Linked DNA regions of Mus musculus: all the other regions are linked to region 1. The links are chromatin contacts, called in public HiCAR-type and HiChIP or PLAC-seq maps. All regions are on one chromosome and are shown on one strand. Each heading gives the region's core, a stretch centred on a gene start, on an enhancer-like site or on the middle of the called end of the contact. The rest is flanking DNA. Distances are from core to core; before and after follow the strand shown. Region 1 holds the start of Mon1b (MON1 homolog B, secretory traffciking associated). Region 2 holds the start of 4933408N05Rik (RIKEN cDNA 4933408N05 gene). Region 3 has its middle 54 kb from the start of Gm45904. Region 4 holds the start of Vat1l (vesicle amine transport protein 1 like).

Region 1 (3,214 bases), core at 439-2,938:
TAACCTCATGAGCTATTTTCCCTTTGAGTTTTTGTCAATTTGACAGTTAGGTACTTTGAAGTTTTGTCTTTGAGTATCTAAATATTCAGGGATGTTATGTCTCCTGGCTGATGACACCTCCTTGATCTTGGAGCCCGGAGGGATGGGTCTCACGAGGTAGAATGCTTGCCCAGAATACATGAAGCCTTGGGTTCGCACCACAGCATGACACAAACCTGGTGTTAAGGGCACATCAGTTATTTCAAGTACTGGGGAAACAGAGGCGGGAAGCAGAGTAATCCTTGCCACTTGGTGAGTGAGAAGCCAGCCCGGGGTACCCGAAACCCTGTATCCAAAACAGAAATCCTCGACCTTTATGTCATTATGTCGTCGTCGTCGTTGTTGTTATTTTAACTCTATTTTCTCTGATAATAATATAGTAACACTCAGAGACACAAACTGCGAGGCTTCAAGCAGTCTCAAAGACCAATGTACAGAAAGACCTAAAAAACGGACCTGGACGTCCAGAACAGGGATATTCACACCCTCATTCTAAACCTAAAGGCAATGGCAGGTGCTGGAGCAGCACTGTAATCTACTCTGACTTGGGTTTAGGGCCAGATAGAGGGTGAGGGAGGAGGATCGCGAGTTTAAGGCCAGCCTGGGTTATTAGGAGCCTGTGACTCAAAACCAAAATGAACAACACTTAGTTTGGAGCGACTTCTGGCCGCCTAGATACACCTATCCCCGCTCCACAGCCTTAAGGAAGAGAGCATCTAGGTGCTTCTGTTCACAAGATTCCTCACTGCTGTTGCTGCCCCTGGCCCATCATACATAGTAGCCAATGGTGATACCCGGAGGTAGGTGCGGCAGAATTCTCAGCCAACCAGAACGCAGCGGTCCCTGACAACCACACCCCCCACTCCGCTATTGGATTAGGCTGCCGATCTGGTTGGCTCGGCCCACAGAACCTCTCCTTGCTAGTGGGGTGCGCTCGTGTTGCCCGCACACACTAGCCCTAAGCAGCTTGCTTTTGTTTCCGTAAGCTCCCCTCGCAGGCTGGCGGAGTCCAGAATCCCAAGAGTCAGTCCCACCAGCAGAGCCCGCCTCTTGCTTCAGCATCCGAGTCCCATAGGCTGACTGGGCTGCGGGCGACGTTCCGATTGGAAAGAGAGCTGTCCGTCAAGCATACGCTCCGCCCTGCCCCTATAATTGAATAAAAGAGCGTGAAGTTGTCTCAATACTGGGGACGCGAGTTCATTGGTTCGGCATTCTCTCATTCCAGCAAAGACCGGAACAGGAGTGAGGTTTCGGTTAGAAACAGGGAGATGTCAGTCAAGGGATGAGCAGTGGCTTTCGCCAATTAGCGCACACTATCTGCGGAGGCTCCACCAGAATGGGGCGGGACATAAGGGAGAGCCTACTCTTGATTGGGTGAGAGGGACTAGGTCCCGCCCCCTCGACCTAGTAGATTTCCAGGCCGCGCCCCCTTCAGCCGGTAGCCCTTGGTACGCGAAGTGGGCCGGTCTGGCCCCACTTCACAGCCGATCCTGGCTGCGTCCGGTGGAAGGACGCGCAGATTCCACAGAGTTCCGGGAGAGTCCCGCGCTATCCTTACGGTGAGGGAACGCAGCGTGTGGCTGCCATTGGCACTCCGGGGAGTCAATACGGCCGTGAAACCGGAAGTGTCCCGGGGAGGCGTCGCTTCCGGAAGTGTGGCAAGTCCCCACCACACCAGGAAGTGTGGTGCGGCAGCGGCTCCTCAAAGTGTTGCTGTCCACCCAGTTGAGATAAGAGGTTGAAACAGGTGTTGATGTACCGTGTTGGCAGAAGCCCAGCGGAGCGTCACCCATCCGAAAGTGCCGGAGGGTGCAAGTATTTGGTCATGGTTTTGAATGTCGCGTCCTGTCGAAAACCGTAGGGGAAACCGCACTAGGAATGTATCCGGGGGGTCTGGCTCCCTGAAGGCTTGTAAGAAGTTTTCTGTTGCTGCCCATCACCCTCGATTCCCCTTCTCTCCAGGGATGTGCAGATGGAGGCCGGAGGAGATAATGCTGTCCCAGCCCCCGGGGGCGTGGAGGACTTGGTGGACACGCAGTTCCCCAGAGAGGAGGCTGGAGACAGTGAAAGGGTTCACGCAAGCACGCTGGATCCCGGAGATGGGGACCCGGAGGACACAGGTATAGCTTCCCTCAATAAAGCCTTGGAAGCAAACCCCCAGGGCTTGTCATTGCTAGCTGAGCGGGAAGAGATCAGTGGGAGACCAGTGGGCAGTCTTTGGGAACCCAAGAAAGTAGCTTGAGGCATAGCTCTCAGTCAGTCGTTGGACACAGACTTGCTGACTTAATTGAAATCGTTGAGAAATGACATAGAAGCCAATGGGTGTCAGCTGTTGTCCGGAAGGGGCAGCATTGTGCCTCTACAAATGTATTCTATGGTGGGTGGTGGTGGTGGTGGTGGTGGTGGTGGTGGTGATAGTGTCAAGGCTAGGAAGATGGACTGTGCTGGTTTGCCCGGAACAGTCCCATTTTAACAATGGTGTTCTCACATCCTGGGACACCCTTCTGTTGCAAGGAAATTAGAATGTACTTGACCTGAGTGTACCACCTTAAAGAAACAAAGGGGGCATAGTTGGGTCCCAAAAGGGTTGTCTTGATGGGAGTTCCTTGATGGGAATTGAGACGTGTTGCTTGGGTATTTGGGAACATGGGAATATCGGTACGCAATTAAGAACATAGGAAAACACTTGAGGGTGAAAAAATCAGATGGGGTTGCAAATGGATGATTGTCCTTGGGTGAGTCAGTAGACATCAGAGGCGGTGGGAAGAAAGCAAGGGGCTTCATTATGGGATTTAAAGTGATAACTCTGGGCGGAAAACTGTGGGAACCGTGAAAACCTTGTGGGTTAGTGATTGTTAATGGTGGCCATTGGTGGAGTGGGGGCCCAGACCTGGAGGAAAATAAGAACTGTCATGTAAAGGTTATTGAAGACTAAGGTGTCTGGGATGCTCATGGATGCTCTTATGTGTTTGCTTGGGTGTTAATGTAGCAGCAGAGGGAATTGGGGGGGGGGGGTGGCTGAAGGCTAGGAGTCCTGTCGATCTGGGTGTCAGTGGCGGCTGTCATGGGAAAAATAAGGACCACCACTGGGAGTCTGGTTAGCCTGGAGAGTCACCGGGCATCAGCAGGCATCAGTGGATGTGGGTGCGGGTAGAAAAGGGTTAGGGGAGTCAGT
Region 2 (3,214 bases), core at 340-2,839, 720 kb after region 1:
ATCCTGTATACTCTGGCACCCCAGAGATGTCCCCCACCCCCAAAGACCATGTGCAGTTAGGGCAGGATTACATGCAGATGCTGAGAAGGGCATCTGGAATCTCAGGTGGTGGCCCAAAGCCCCCCCTTCTCTGAGGGAATGATGGTCTCTTGCAAGCAGGCACAAGCAATTCAATGAAGGCAGCGCCTGCTTTGCTCAGAGGCCAGTATTCTACAATAGGGGTGGGGGTGAAGACCTGACCTCTACAAAATAGAGGTGGTGAAAGAAAATGGCAAGGCTGGATAAGAATGGAGTATGACAAAATCGATGTAGAAAATATCAGAATAAAAGCAGTTCTTTGTGTGTGAAAGATAGTCAAAAACTGAAAATACATCTTATAAAGAAGTGATTTTTAAAAAAAAAAATATTAAAGCCAGGTGTCTTAGTCAGAGTTCTGCCACTGTGGAGAGAAACCATGACCACGGCAACTCTTATGAAGGAAAGCACTTAAATGGGGCCTGCTTACAGTTTCAGAGGTGTAGTCCATTGTGGTCATAGGAGGTAGCGTGGTGACATATAAGCAGCCGTGGTGCTAGAGAAGACCCTCAGAGTTCTACAGCCAGATCCACAGGCAGTAGGAAGAAAAAGATGCTGGGCCTAACTTGGGTCCTTGAGCCCTCAGAACCTACCTCCATTGACACACTTCCTCCAACATCTCCTAATCCTTTCAAATGGTGGCATGCCCTGGTGACCAGGTTTTAAAATCCACAAGTCGGGGGGGGGGGGCATTCCTATTCAAACCACCACACCAGGCACTCAATAATGCAAGTACAATGTCAGTTTGAGCAACACAGAACCCTGTTACACAGACACATCTCGCACACACACACACAAGAGCACTTTCCCCCAAGAACCTTTGTCTCTATACTTTCTGAAAACATAGACCATATATATATATGTATATATATATGTATATATATATGTATATATATATATATGTATATATATGTGTATATATATGTATATATATACATATATATGTGTGTGTATGTATGTGTGTGTATATATACATATATATGTATGTATATATACATATACATATACATATACATATACATATACATATACATATACGCCCTCAGAGGCAGCCGCTGGAGCCGGAGCTGGAGCTAGTTGTTAGCTACTGGATGCTGGAGTGAGGAACCAAATTCAGATGCTTTGCAAATTCAGCAAGCACTCTTCATTGCTAAGCAATCTCTCTAGGCCCCACAAACAGCTGTTAACACTGCTTAGAGTAGCTAAGGCTCGCTTCTTATTAATCTGGAGGAATTGCTGCCTGACTTCCTAACAATTCCTACCAAACTCTTGGCTGTGCGAAATTTCCCAAACCTGTTCTCTTCCTCGTGGCTCTAGAGGGCCACCAGCTCTATTATCCACCAGCCACGCTTTTACACGAAGTCTGCTCTGACCACCTATGAATCCCAGTTTAGGACCAGTGTTCAATCTGACAAGGCTCTGCCAACACATCGCCCAGTTGCTGGAAGACAGTGTCTCCTTCGACTGTACCCTTGGATTCCCTATATATTAAGGTTTGTTTGGTCTTGATACCATGGCAACATAGAACCCAGGCTAATAGATATTCCTCGGTGGTTAAAAGAAAAAATAACTGATAGGCAAGCAGAAAAGATGCAAAGGAAACCTTTTCTTTTCTTTTCTTTTCTTTTTTTTTTTTTAAGGGTTGGAACTTTCCCGTTTCCCCTTCATGTCCCTGCCAATGGTCAGGGATAATTAAAAATTAGACCTTGGAGTCACACAGATGCTGACAAGGGCAACATAAGGCTGATGAGACCATCTGTTTCCAGCACTAATGGAAACAAATGGCAATAAACCAAATTACTCAGATTTCATCTCTCCCTGACAGGCTCTTCCAAAACACAGATCACTGTGCAGAATCCTTTCCACCACTTGGGGGAATTGTCTGACTACCCAAAATGATCCTAAAGACAGGGTCTAGTTGTACACCTCAGATCTTGTCAGCTCCTCCCCTCAAGCATCCCTCACTTCCTGTCCTCACTGGACTCCGAATTTCTTCACCTGTCAACATTGCCCTCAGGAAAGTCTTCCTGATTCCCTCACCGCACCTCACTACTCCTCACAGAGCCGCCCCTGCATGCTTCAACGGTGCCCCCCACCCCCTCCAGGAAGCAAGGCGCCACCCCCACTCCCATTTCCCTGACTGAGCCACCTACTCCTCTTCAGAACTCAGGTCTGACCGTACACAGCTTCTCTTCCGGAAACGCCTCTCCACTCCTGAAACCCCAGCGCGGAACGCCACTTTTCTCCAAATTGAGTCATTTCCTCCCCTGGGCTCCCACGCCTCTTCACTCATTCTGAGAACGTAGCTCTTCCCACACTCTCTGGGAATTGACTGTCTCGTTGGCCCCCTCCCTCCTCTCCCAGCCTGTAGGCTTTTCCAGGGTATGCTGCTGTTGCAAGCATTCATCTGTGCTTGCTGCCTGGCAGAGAGCTGGTTGAAGTTTATACCTTGGCCAAGGTGGACTGGTTGACGGAAAAGGCACATCTTTCTCTGGGGAGATGGGAATAACACATCTCTAAGCCTTGGCTGTGTAAGGAGCCCAAATCCTTTATAACATCATCATCACAATCTGACAGCGTGGATAAGAACTTGGGTACTCAAGTCCTTGTTATAGTCGTTGCTTGGGAAGAATGACCGAAGCTCACATTTTATAAACCTTTTGGAATGTTTAAATCACATTCAAAAGCATCAGTAATGGAATATTGATACCCTTGTTCCCACAGTGATGAACACTTATGCCTCCTTCCTTTACAGTCCCTAGTAGTTAAGATAAGTCTCAGGTATTGATATTAATCTGTATGCATATATTTATTATTATTATTATTATTATTATTAATTATCACGTGTGTGTAAAAGAGAAAAAGTGAGAGAAAGAGGGAAGAAAGGAGAGGAGAGGGAGGGAAGGAGAGAAAGGAAGAGAAAGAGAATGGTGTGTGTGTGCGCGCGCGCACATGCACTACATACGTAAAGGTCAGAAGACAACTCCTCCCACCATGAGACAAATTTGGGGAACTGAATTTGGGTTTCCAGGCCTATGCAACAAGCACTTTTACCCACTGAGCCATCTCGCTGGACCCCAAATGTACCTATTTTATCAGTGTTTTAGGCTGAACTCACAGCTCTTCTCTCTGCCACATC
Region 3 (3,214 bases), core at 435-2,934, 660 kb before region 1:
CTTTTTAGTGGCCTGGATTCTTGCATTGAGTGCTGAGTAAGCAAATCTCACACTGATTTAACATTGAAATGATTACTTTTAAACTCAGAACTAGTCTGAACTCAGCCTCCCTGTACATAATACTATATACCCTGTCGGATCTCTTATGATTGGAGTTGTACTTGTCTGTGATAAATCATATACAGTTAGTTTGAGAAGCTTTTTTAGGACATCAGGGATCATAACCAAACATTTAGGTTTTATCTTTCCAGTTGCAAGGTTATATCACATAAGTGTTATTAATGACTCACTGTGTGTGTGTGTGTGTGTGTATGTGTCACTGTATGCCAAGTAAATCTTACTTAAAGCCATTGAAAAATAAACATCTCACTTGAATTATTACTAAACCAATCCTTAGTCTTACTTCTGTTTTAGAAAGATCACCCCAACTTAGCCAGCACTAGGCTTTGACTAATTGCCAACATAGTAAATAGGACCATTTATATGTACAGCATCTGGGAGCCCAACCCATAGGATACTTTCCCACACAACAGATATGGTTTTGAATTCTGGCAAGGGCATCAGACAAGTTAGTCAGGAAGACTTCCAACTTGTAGAATTGTGGTAGGCACCTACCTTTGTTCTGGCTATGTGTATAACTTGCATGCATCAGCCCAGCCCTGGATTTAATATAAACAATCTAAATGAACTGGGATAGGATGCCGAGGTTGAGGTCATTTCCAGATCTGTAATCAGTGCACAGCAGAACCCTTTTGGACCCTCATTTATCTTTCAGTTAGTATAGTGGATCAGTCGATATTTGCAAAGAATTCTGGTCAGGGTCAAACGTCTTCAGGGATCCCTGAGGAGGGAGGAATAAATTACAGGGCCACAGTTACCCTTTCATATAATATCTAAAAGGCCATTATGTGCAAAGATTCTCTCTGAAATCTAATTCTTGCCCCAGCCAAGTCAATTTAGGAAAAGTGGACCTGTAGCAGCCAGCTCTGTAATGCTGCCCAAACAGATAAAAGCTTGTGGTTTTGTGTCTGGCCCAGACTGTGTTTGCTGCCTCTATAGAAACAGATGTTTTCCTGTGTGAAACAGCTACTTGTCCACTGACCAAGCTTGCACAAGCTGATAATGGACATGTATGTCTATAATGTTGGGAGGGGGTGGCTGTTACAATGAATCTTCAGCAAGCAGTGTCTAAGATGGTCTCTGATGATCTTTTCTGCCACGCACAAGCCACTTGTCAACACAGACTGGCGTAGTCATTTGCATCAAAATAAGAAAATATGGCAGAGACCAAAATTGGTTGTCTGCTCTGTAATTACTTGACACAGAACACTAACTTCCATATTAGTAACTGATTCTTTCCCAGCTGGCTATGGCCAAACAATTTTTGTCGTTGGAGAGGTCTCCATCACAAGGAACGGAGGACCACATTTAGCAGCTCTCTAGTAACTTGAGGCTCTCAGCTCAGCATCTGAAAGGGAATGAGATGCAAACAGTGACATCATGAATGAGCTCAAAAGTCTTTGTCTAGGTTAGACATCATGGGAGAATCACAGTATCAGAGGAAAAGTTGATTATAGCCATGTGGGAAGCCCTGGGTGGGGAGAGGGTCCAATTTAGCTGAACCCAGATTCCTAACTCATAAAAACCATAACCGCACAAATGAGTGTTTCTTTAGTCATCAAATGAGTCATTAGTTGTTTGGATGCAGTCTCCAGTTACAGCATGAGCACAAAGGACATGTATTCTGACTGTGTCCTCCACTCAGGTCTTATTTTTTTCTTCGACTTGGAAAATAAACACATTCCCTGAGAAGGTTGTGTTTTGGGGTAAATAGTACAAAATTGTTTCCTAGGTAAGGGTGGAAAAAAAGCATTATGGAATAACCCAGGTCAAGAGCTAAGGTTGGCCCCACCTGATGAAACCATTTAATGTGGCCTGCAACTGTGCATTTAAATTATACCTTTCAAACCAGATGGGATCAAACAAAGATAGGGTTTTGCCCCATGTGAGTTGAGGTATAGAATCTATAGGGAGAAGATAGACTGTGAGTTAAATGGGCAAGGTTAATTCACCATGGTAGTGAGCCACATGGAAAGACTGATACAAACAAGAGCTTTCAGTTCAACTGCAATGTAAGTTGGACCCTTCTGGGACATTGCACCCATTACTTGAGGTTTATAATTAAAAACATATATTTTACAGGATTAGCAATTTTGAAATGCCAGATGAACAGGGAGTAGTCAACTCAGAGGGAAAAATATTTAAAGTTAGTTTGTTTTGGAGAGAGTGGGCGATGAAGACTTTGTGAAGTGAGTTTAAAAAAAATCCAACCAACAGACAAAGATACCTAAGAAAACAAACTTCCCTTTCCAATTCTGTTGGTGTGAATAAGAAATGTCCTCTATAGGGTCTTGTGTTTGTACACTTGGTCCCTGGCTGCTGGAGATGTTTGGAGACGTTATAGAACCTTTAAGAAGTATCTATCTGGAAAAAGTATATCACTAGGGCTGGCTTTAAAGTTGTATAACCAGGCAGGCCTCACTTCTTGTAAGCTTCTTGTTGGCTTCCTGTATGTGCTAGGAATGTGATCAGCTAGGTTCCTGCTCCTGCTTTCATGCCTGCCTGGTGCCATGTCTCCTCCATCCTGATGGACTACACCTCCTATGTAACTATATAAGCTAAAATAAATCCCCTCTTCCCTAACTTGCATTTAGGTTAAGATAGTTTATCATAACAACAACAACAAAAATACTAACACACTATGTACATATATTCTGTGCTTGTCAATTCCCCGAAGAATCATATAATAGTATCAACCAGTTAGTATAAAAATAAATACAGCTTTCCAAAATAAAAGCATAAGTGTTTTGAAGAAGTCTTATTGCTCAGTATGGGTACATCAAAAGTCAGAAACACCAGTCACTCGCTTCATCTCCCATCCTTGGGTTAGTTTTGTATTTACACATAAGTAAATGGAATTTGCAAATTTTAAAGATATTGAGTGTGGAAATTTTTAATCATTTTGCAAAAGGAAAAAAAAACATGGCAAAGTGGAATATATAACCTTTACTACATACATAAAATGCGTATACTATACAGTCACAAACAGAGAGACTACCTTTAGATAAAGTCCCTTCCCAGGTTCATGTCCAGATCCCCCTAGACAAAGGAAGGATGTAAACACACCTAGTGGAGTGATGAAAGTTGTAGCCAT
Region 4 (3,214 bases), core at 529-3,028, 570 kb after region 1:
AATCATGAGCTATGCTTAGGAAAACAGGGTTGGATAAAAAGTAGCACAGCTCCTGCGCACCTGAAGTTTAAGCTGGGCAAAGGAAGAAGACATTGTCAAAAGAAATCATATTACAGTTACAAACTGGCACACACTTTAGCCGTGAAGGACTCAGCCTGGGAGTTGGTGAATTTTGCACAAGAAAGTGATACTCTGGATGAATCTGGATTTTGGAATTAACCCTAATAACGGTGGTGTGCTGAGCATCCAAAGTCAAGGGCACAGCAACTGCAGAGTTCTGAGTTAATTTGGAGGACAGAATGATTTTTTTCCAGGTGAACCAAAGTTTTAAAACAGAGGCACAGGAGTAATAGGAGGAGGAGAGACTGATTGTCCTGGGCTCAATTTGCCATACTCCTGAGATCACTGTGTCCTGATAGCCTCTCTCACTGGGACCGAGATCTTCACCATCTCTGAGAGCTCAAGGATGGGAGCTGCCTAAACTGACACAGGCACCTGAGCTGAGAAATTGGATCTCTTACACCGCACAAGGCAACTCCTATCTCGCCTTTTAAGATAGCACAAATGACCTTTTTTTAAGAATCAGAATTTATTATGTGATGGATATGATTGGATTGCATCTGTAGTTTTGTTATTTTTTTATTTTATTTTTGGAGAAAGGGTCTCACTATGTAGAGCTGGCCACCCTGGAACTCACTATGTAGACCAGTCTATCCTCAGATTCATGAGAAATTCATCTGCCTCCTGGTTGCTGGAATTCTGAAATTAAAGGCGTTGCGCGCACGCGCGTACACACACACATACACACACATACACACGCACGCACGCGCCCAGCAATTTTAAATTCTTGTTTAGGTTTTTTAAGACAGGGTCGCCCTACCTCAGCTTCCATACTACAGATGTGTCACCAAACACTGCTGGGGAAAGTACTCGTTTTTTTTGTTGTTGTTGTTGTTGTTGTTGTTGTTTTTCTGTAACCTTGCAAAACAAAAGGCAGGTGTGGGGAGGGGAGGGGGGAGGGAGGAGGGAGGGGGGAGAAAGGGAGAGAGAGAAAGAGGGAGAGAGAGAGAGAGAGAGGAGAGAGAGAGAGAATTTGGTCCTCTGGAGGTCCTAGCAGGAAACAGGCTTGTTCTGGGAGCCTCTTTCCTAGAAAAAAAAGCATGGGTACTGAGAACTAACTGTCATAAGGAAGCCACAGAAGTCCAGAAACAGCATCCCTAGTGACAGGGGTGGGGGTGGGGGGTGGCGTCCAGATGGAAAAGACTGGACCTGGCTCTTTGGAGCCTTACTTGGGATGTATCTTTAACTTCCCGCACCTCCCTGCCGCTCCACTCAGAACCAGCAGATGGGAAACAGCCCAATTTCCCAGCTATCCCTCCCATCCCTGCCTACCCGCGGGAGAAGAGGCAACCTTGTCTCTCGCAGCATCCTCCAGGCCCAGACATTCGTCTCTGTCCATTTCAAGGCGCCAGAGTCTGTGCCGTATATACCCAAGTATTTGCCCATTGTAGGGGTTGGAGTAGCCATCCGGCCTCTTCTTCTGTGTTTGTATTCAAGAGTCTTGGGGAAATCTGTTTTTAGTGTTGAGACAAATAGCCTGACTTAGTACTAGCACAAAAGGTGGACTTGAGATTTGTTTTGGAGTAAGTAGGAGGAAATGTGAGGGAGGGGGTGGGGCGCTAGGGCGCGGCTCCTCTAAGGATTACGGCGGAGGCGGTGGACCGCGGCTCCGCTCACAGAGGTTGCAGCCATTGCACTGAAGAGCATCCCACATTCAACAGGAGGAACCCGCGGGAGAGCAGACCCGACCCCTTCACAACCGCAGCCTGTGCGCCCCGCGGCCCCTCGAGCGCCATGGCTAAGGAAGGCGTAGAGAAAGCGGAGGAGACCGAACAAATGATTGAGAAGGAGACCAGCAAGGAACCTGCTGAGGGCGGCGACGGCTCCCACCGCCTCGGGGATGCCCAGGAGATGCGCGCTGTGGTGCTGGCCGGCTTCGGCGGACTCAACAAGCTGAGGCTCTCTAGAAAGGCCATGCCGGAGCCACAGGACGGCGAGCTCAAGATCCGCGTCAAAGCCTGGTCCAGTATCCACGACTTTTTGGTTTTTCTCTCTTTCCGCGCTGGGCGCACCGGCAGTGGGTGGGAGAGCCTAGATTGGGGATGCTGCCCCAGGTACCCAGCACCCACAGTCAGCGAGCACCCTCTCTGCATTCACACTTGGCTCTCAGAACCTCCCGGGTAGCCCAAGCCACTGGAGCCTGGGGAGGATGCTCAGAGGTGGTCCTTCTCCCCACACCAGATGTAGGGTGACAGGAAGGATAGTGGTGCCTAGGACTTGAGGTCTGGAAAATTGCCTTGTGCCCCTCTTGTAGGACAACTCAGCTCCTAACACTGGGAGGGACGTAAGGGTGGGACTTGATCGTTAGCATGGTTAAAAAAAATAACAATCGCCGTGTATATACACGTAGTTCCTGGTGCTAGTTTGTTTTCTTTCTTTCTTTCTTTCTTTCTTTCTTTCTTTCTTTCTTTCTTTCTTTCTTTCTTTCTGGAGTTTTACATATACGATCCCGTTTAATACTTCCTGAGACCCAGTAAGTCAGGTGCCCAGCTTTAGAGGTGAGAAAAACAGTGGATGGGGGAAAATAAATGATCTGCCAAGATCGCTGAGCTGCCAGTAAGTGGTGTGGCTGCCACTTGACACTTGATCTCCCTTTTCACCTCTCTGCGTCCAAATGGGGCTGAAGGCAGGGTGCATGCCCTTGTGTATCTCCTTCCCAGTACTTACTGTGAGAGAAGGAACTGAGAATCAAGAGGGTTAAATCCTCGGCCTCTAAGCTGGGTGAAAGGTGAGACCAGGGATGCAGCCTTCTCTCCCCCACTGCATCTTCTGCTTTCCTCCTGGCTGGGAAAGCCCCATCCTATTCCTTAGGAACGAACTCCTGTGGTGGCCGCAGAAGGAGCCCACACTCTAAGAGGTCCGCTATTCTCCTGGGGAAACTTGCCAGTGCCTAGAACAGCAGAGATTTCCCCAGTAGTGTGTAAGTGAGAAAGCTTGTCTCTGCCTGGGGAGGCACTGCACTCCCATGTCCCTGAAGTCTAGTGGGGTGCAGACTGATAGAGCTGCTCGCTGGACCCCGCATTCTACAGTAACTGTGAATCTTACAAGGGTTGGCTGGATCTCCTAAGCCCCTGGCGTTTCTACTTCTTAGAAA

The links. HiCAR-type assays count read pairs that join an accessible place to other places. HiChIP or PLAC-seq counts read pairs in DNA pulled down with a chosen protein or histone mark.
Region 2: a HiCAR-type map of embryonic stem cells shows a contact between it and region 1, with 4 times the contacts expected there. The contact joins the promoter of 4933408N05Rik here to the promoter of Mon1b in region 1. A contact is called at or near these places in 5 of 39 promoter capture datasets (the 3T3-L1 cell line, frontonasal cranial neural crest, liver and 2 more) and 3 of 115 datasets of contacts at active chromatin or transcription factors (embryonic forebrain and embryonic stem cells).
Region 3: an HNF4G HiChIP or PLAC-seq map of pancreatic cancer cells shows a contact between it and region 1. The contact joins the enhancer-like site here to the promoter of Mon1b in region 1. A contact is called at or near these places in 6 of 39 promoter capture datasets (the 3T3-L1 cell line, embryonic stem cells, frontonasal cranial neural crest and 3 more), 15 of 484 Hi-C or Micro-C datasets (the N1E-115 cell line, brain, cardiomyocytes and 9 more) and 11 of 115 datasets of contacts at active chromatin or transcription factors (astrocytes, embryonic fibroblasts, embryonic forebrain and 6 more).
Region 4: a contact with region 1 is called in an H3K27ac HiChIP or PLAC-seq map of embryonic stem cells, with 4 times the contacts expected there. The contact joins the promoter of Vat1l here to the promoter of Mon1b in region 1. A contact is called at or near these places in 1 of 39 promoter capture datasets (hippocampal neurons), 1 of 484 Hi-C or Micro-C datasets (nephron progenitors) and 6 of 115 datasets of contacts at active chromatin or transcription factors (astrocytes, bone marrow-derived macrophages, craniofacial prominence and 2 more).

What each region holds. Positions count from the first base shown.
Region 1 is chr8:113,634,111-113,637,324 of GRCm38.p6, forward strand. Mon1b (MON1 homolog B, secretory traffciking associated) reads left to right here and starts at 1,689. Exons shown (of 5, transcript NM_173015.3): 1 at 1,689-2,159. The coding sequence starts at 2,012.
Region 2 is chr8:114,349,889-114,353,102 of GRCm38.p6, forward strand. It overlaps 4933408N05Rik (RIKEN cDNA 4933408N05 gene), which reads right to left and starts at 1,590. Exons shown (of 3, transcript NR_045831.2): 1 at 506-1,590. All of the region lies in intron 7 of Vat1l (vesicle amine transport protein 1 like), which reads left to right.
Region 3 is chr8:112,974,872-112,978,085 of GRCm38.p6, forward strand. No RefSeq gene overlaps it. Among named protein-coding and RNA genes, the nearest start is that of Gm45904, 54 kb to the left of the region's middle. Within about 2 kb of position 1,685, at least 14 of the 459 cell types and tissues checked have an H3K27ac peak or open chromatin away from gene starts, as enhancers often do. A contact at or near this core is called in embryonic fibroblasts and pancreatic cancer cells, where this site is marked.
Region 4 is chr8:114,203,862-114,207,075 of GRCm38.p6, forward strand. It overlaps Vat1l (vesicle amine transport protein 1 like), which reads left to right and starts at 1,779. Exons shown (of 9, transcript NM_173016.3): 1 at 1,779-2,081. The coding sequence starts at 1,855. Gm30272 (a long non-coding RNA gene) reads right to left here and starts at 1,773. Exons shown (of 3, transcript XR_388052.4): 1 at 1,393-1,773; 2 at 881-978.